Linked DNA regions of Mus musculus: region 1 is linked to region 2. The links are chromatin contacts, called in public HiChIP or PLAC-seq maps. All regions are on one chromosome and are shown on one strand. The core of a region is the stretch at or near the end of the contact, and the rest is flanking DNA. Distances in the headings are between cores, read along the strand shown.

Region 1 (2,700 bases), core at 110-2,609, 270 kb before region 2:
TGAGCCTCAAGAATAAAACACAAACTAGATTTGCTCTGGTAAGTCAAACACATGTGAAGAGGTGCAGTTCAACAAGAAAATATAGCAAATTCTACGAACCTAATATGAAATGCCTCGACGATGCTTTAAAAGAACCGGACAGCAGGATGGACCAGTGGATAAAGCCTGAGCCTAGTGACCTTAGTTCAAGCCCCAGGAGCCACATTGGGGAAGGAGACGAACAACGCCGAAAAGCTGTCTTGGGCCTCTATTTATATAGACACAACATTAAAACTTAAAAATGTGAAAAAATTAAACAGACAAATCCACAATTATTATATCTGGATTTAGCTACTTCATGGGTTCTTCTTTTTCCACTCTATTCCCCTGGTTTCATCCTTATCACTAGATAGAAGAGAAAGAATACAGGAGAGAGGGAGAGGGGAGGGGAGGGGAGAGGGAGAGAGGGAGGGGGAGGAGGGAGAGGGAGAGAGGGAGGGGGAGGGGGAGGGGGGAGGGGGAGATTGACTCCTGAATCTAGTTCTTCTTGTTTCTTCTTTGACTACTAACAAACTGCAATCTGAATGACCAACAACCTCCAATACTGCCTTGGGGGCCCTAGCATTTATGTAGCCTCTGAAAAGTTCCCAGAATTCCTTATGTCACACAATCGCAGAAACAACCTACAGCTGACTATCTGCTAGCGCATGAGGCAACTCCTAGTCAGCTGCTGTGGACAGTCTAAAGCAGCCCTACATCCCTACACCTGTGATTAGAATGAAAGCAGATTCTTATAGTACTGTGTTTAAAGAGACCAAAACTCCAGAGCTCTCACTACAAATCATACTTGGAAATTTTTAACAATTACCCCTCAAAACTGTTAGACTATGCACATGTCAAATGGTCAAAAAATGATATGCAGACCAGAAGGAGGCAAGTCCACTCTTGACCTAATGGATACTGCACACAGCAACTACAGAATGCATGTGTTTTTCAAGTTCAAACACTTACTGTATGCTGCTATTTAAACCAAATTAAATACATTTTAAAGGAGCAAAATACTACTGAGCAGAGTCTCTGACCATCCTCTAATTACACTATCAACTTCAAATGCTCCCGTGTGGCTATAAGTTAAGAAATGTGCATCTACAAATAACACACAGTGCAGAGAAGTCACTGGAGTAGAAACTACAATATACTCTCACCAATAATGAAAAGGATATGTATTAAACCTTGTCTGATAAAGCTAAAGTTGTTCCTAGAGGCAAATTTGTGGCATCAACATGCTTCTTATTAACAGAAATGCACATGAGCTGTTATTCAGTGAACTACGGTAGAAATAAGCAGAAGCGGTTAAGTGAGGCTCTGTGTACCTTTGATTTCCGCAGTTAGGCTCGGCAGCTTGAGGCTAGCCTGGTGGTGTGGGTTGCTCTGGTGCCGTTTGTATTCTGATGTTAATTCTGCTTCTTCAAGAGGGGCTCCCTGGAGGAGTGGATTACTGAGGTGACCCCACATAAGCATCTCCCCAGTCTAACTGGTCAAATAAAGGCTAGAGCCTGTGACTGGGCAGTAGAAGGGAAAGGTGGGGCTGGAGGTTTTAGAGAAGAGAGGAAGGGAAAAGAAACAGAAGAAAGATGGAGCAGAACCACATGGCCTAGAGAAGCTACAAATAACAAGGGATCTCATAGCTGCAAACAGATTAGTGTAATAGTAGATTTGCCCAACCTAGGCCTACAGGTTATACATATAATAACTGAGTTGTGTGGTTTTTGCATGGGCTTATTGGGGTTGGAAATTTACTACAACAACCTGGGCTACACACTGAATTAAAAGCCAGTCTAGGCTATAAAAGTAAGACTTTGCATGTGGTAGGGGAGAGGATATTAAAACAGAGTAGAAAAAAATAATAAAAGTAGGGCAGACATTAAGGTGTAGAGAACAGTAGAGACAGTCACTACTCAAAAGGTGACAAAGAAAAATTAGAAAACTTAGAAATTACAAAGCCGGGCAGTGGTGGCGCACACCTTTAATCCCAGCACTTGGGAGGCAGAGGCAGGTGGATTTCTGAGTTCGAGGCCAGCCTGGTCTACAAAGTAAGTTCCAGGACAGCCAGGGCTACACAGAGAAACCCTGTCTCAAAAAACCAAAAAAAAAAAAAAGAAAGAAAGAAAGAAAGAAAGAAAGAAAGAAAGAAAGAAAGAAAGAAAGAAATTACAAGATTTTGGGATTTTTGTTTTGGTTGTTGTTTGTTGGTGTTTTTTTTTTTTTTTTTTTTTGGTTGTTTTGTTTTTTTGAAACCATGGTTTCACTATGTAGCCCTGGCTGTCCTGGAACTCATTCTGTAAACCAAGCTGGCCTCTAACTTATAGAGATCTGCCTACCTCTGCCTACCAAGTGCTGGGATTAATGGTATGCACCAACCTGCTTGGCTCTGCTCCCTTCTCAGTATAATTCACAGTCCCTCTGATGCTCCAACACATGCAGAAAGCAGCAGAGCTGTGCTAGCCACATGGCTCCTGACACCCAAGTATTACACAGCAGCATTGAATTTTAGAAGTGTATGTGATATTAGCACAAGCTTTAGAAAAGCTTTGGGGTAGTTAAAACTCCACGAATGTGTTTAAAATCAAAAGAAAAGGAGGGAAAAGCAGCCGATGCTTCAGAGTCCAGACATAACCTGTTCTGGTAGATGGGTGCTTCACTATGAAAATAACCTGTAAA
Region 2 (2,700 bases), core at 168-2,667:
TCCCTGCCCGCTGTCTGTGTCATCATGTACTAGGCTCTGCCAGCCCCCAGACTGCAGTGTGTCCTCCTGTCTCTGCTGGTCTGCCTGGAATGTCCCATCTTCCCCACGTTGCACTTACCCATCTTATGCTCCGCAGGATTCAGCTCTGCAGCCCTTTCTGGAAATCTTCATCATGTTAGGGAATCTTCTTGTTTGGCCTTGCATCATGTGTGTCAAGTGTCTGCCTGTCTCATGTATCCCAGACTGGCCTGAAACTATCTAAGCCAGACTTAAAAACCCCTGATCCTCCTGCCTCCATCTCCCAGGCTCAGGGATTTTAAGTGTCCACCAGCAAGCCTGGTTTATCTTCAAGGTTTTTGCTTTATTTTGTTTTTTTTTTTTAACTTTAAAATTTTATTTATTTATTTAAAATACACTGCCACTGTCTTCAGACACACCAGAAGAGGGCATCAGAGCCCATTACAGAATGGTTGTAACCACCGCCACTGTGGCTCTGAGATGCTGTGCCACTGTGCTGTGCTGTGCTGAGCTGAGCTAGGAGCAAGGTGCAGGAGAGCTTTGAGAGCGCATTCTCTTCCTAGGAAGTGTTACAGCTCTTACGTGACAGATGCTTTCAGGCGATGAAGTCATTCTCACACACACCTTTGTTCCTTCCGGATAGGATCTTACATAGAGTTTTGGGGTGGAGGGGTCTGACAGCAGGCGCTTCCTATTTGCTGGGTCTGAAATGTTAGGGATGCCTCATCTACATGTGGAAGATCTTGGGGGCGCTCCCCCTACATGACTGATGGCCACAACTCTCTCTATGGGAGGCTGTGACTACATGACAGGGGCCTGGTGTCGGGAGCAGGTAAAGCTCCTTTTGGGTCCCTGGGGCTTCCTCTCACGGGCCACCACCCACCACCGGCCCACAGATCAACAGTGAGTAGGTGTCCGGTCCTGGTTTTGCCCAGAGCAATACAAAAAGATGATTACATAGCAGGCTGCCCAGGCCCCAGGTAATCAGGACTGAGGTGAGGGCCAGCTAATCCAAGAGGAATTTCATGGCCACCTGACTGGCAGATGATCCGAGGGGCGTGTCGATTCTCGACTTGTCCTCAAATAGAAGCTGGGGTGGAGAGAAACTCTAAGAGTGTTCTCTAAATAACTTCATGCCCTGCCATCTGCTGCCAGACAGTCGGGAAGGAAAGCAGCCCCAGCAGGCTTCCTTCAGAAGCCATTGAGCTGAGGGAGTGTCAGGGCTTTTATCTGCAGGAGAGTGCCCGTTACACTGGCTTACTGAGGGTCCCTGTGCCCCTCTCCACACTGAAGACCCTAGACAGGAGGGAAGTCAAAGTGCTTTTCTCTAGCCTGCAGCCAACCGGGTCTGGCTTCCTAATCAGAAAGTGAAACCAGAAACCAGCTCAAACTTAAGGCCTGGTTGGGTGCAAAGAAACCCAAGACCTAGATGAGACCAAAAAGGTGATGTCAGTACTTGGCCATATTAGCATCCTCTTAGCTTTCTGTGATGTGCCAGAGGAAATGGAGCTACAATCCCACTGAATTTCATATTAAATGTTTCTCTCTCTCTCTCTCCTTCCTTTTTTTTTTTTTTTTTTTTTTTTTTTTTTGGTTTTTCGAGACAGGGTTCCTCTGTATAGCCCTGGCTGTCCTGGAACTCACTTTGTAGACCAGGCTGGCCTCAAACTCAGAAATCCATCTGCCTCTGCCTCCCGAGTGCTGGGATTAAAGGCTGTGCCACCATGCCTGACTCCTTTCTTTCTTTTTTTTTTTTTTTAAGAATTATTTATTTTATATATATGAGTACACTGTTGCTGTATTCAGACACACCAGAAGAGGGCATCAGATTTCATTACAGATGGTTGTGAGCCACCATGTGGTTGCTGGGAACTGAACTCTGGAAGAGCAATCAGTGCTCTTAACCACTGAGCCATCTCTCTAGCCCCTCCCTTCCTTCTTTCCTTCTTTCCTTCTTTCCTTCCTTCCTTCCTTCCTTCCTTCCTTCCTTCCTTCCTTCCTTCCTTCCTTCCTTCCTTCCTTCTTTCCTTCCTTCCTTCCTTCCTTCCTTCCTTCCTTCCTTCCTTCCTTCCTCCCTCCCCCCTCTCTCTTTCTCTCTCTTTCTCCCCCCACCCCCCAAATTTTGGTTTATTGAGACAGGGTTTCTCTGTGTAGCCCTCCCTGGCTGTCCTGAAACCCACTCTGTAGACCAGGCTGGCCTTGAAAGCAGAGATCTACCTGCCTCTGCCTCCTGAGTGCCGGGATAAAAGGCGTGCGCCACCACAGATCAGCTTTATTAAACTTTCTTTAGCTCATGAAAGCAGTCACTAGAGCTCAGTGGGTAAAACACTTGGCATGCGAGCACGGGGAGCTGAGGGGAATCTCCTAAGACCAGACACAGTAACAGCACACTTCTGTAAAGTCAGGATTCCTGCACAGGTGGGAGAATCGCTGAGAGCTGGAGGGCCAGCTAGCCCGGTGTACACAGTGGTGAATAAGAAACCCTGCCTCATAGGGATGAACAGTGAGGCCCAGCATCCCAGCTGTTGACTTCTGTGTGTGTGCTCTGGTGTGTAGTCCTTCCCTCCTCCCTCCCCCCACCACAGGAAAGCAGTAAACAAGCTGAGGCTATGCTCAGTAGTAGAGCACTTACCCAGCATGCAAAAGGTCCTAGGTTCGATCCCCAGCACCGTAAAACAAAAA

Evidence for each region. HiChIP or PLAC-seq counts read pairs in DNA pulled down with a chosen protein or histone mark.
Region 1: a contact with region 2 is called in an H3K4me3 HiChIP or PLAC-seq map of bone marrow-derived macrophages, with 4 times the contacts expected there. The contact joins two enhancer-like sites. A contact is called at or near these places in 2 of 484 Hi-C or Micro-C datasets (the N1E-115 cell line and bone marrow-derived macrophages) and 3 of 115 datasets of contacts at active chromatin or transcription factors (bone marrow-derived macrophages, pancreatic cancer cells and regulatory T cells).

Annotation. Positions count from the first base shown.
Region 1 is chr11:52,064,675-52,067,374 of GRCm38.p6, reverse strand. All of the region lies in intron 13 of Cdkl3 (cyclin-dependent kinase-like 3), which reads right to left. Among named protein-coding and RNA genes, the nearest start is that of Ppp2ca, 33 kb to the left of the region's middle. Within about 2 kb of position 1,359, at least 83 of the 459 cell types and tissues checked have an H3K27ac peak or open chromatin away from gene starts, as enhancers often do. A contact at or near this core is called in bone marrow-derived macrophages and regulatory T cells, where this site is marked.
Region 2 is chr11:51,799,643-51,802,342 of GRCm38.p6, reverse strand. No RefSeq gene overlaps it. Among named protein-coding and RNA genes, the nearest start is that of Sar1b, 37 kb to the right of the region's middle. Within about 2 kb of position 1,417, at least 76 of the 459 cell types and tissues checked have an H3K27ac peak or open chromatin away from gene starts, as enhancers often do. A contact at or near this core is called in bone marrow-derived macrophages and regulatory T cells, where this site is marked.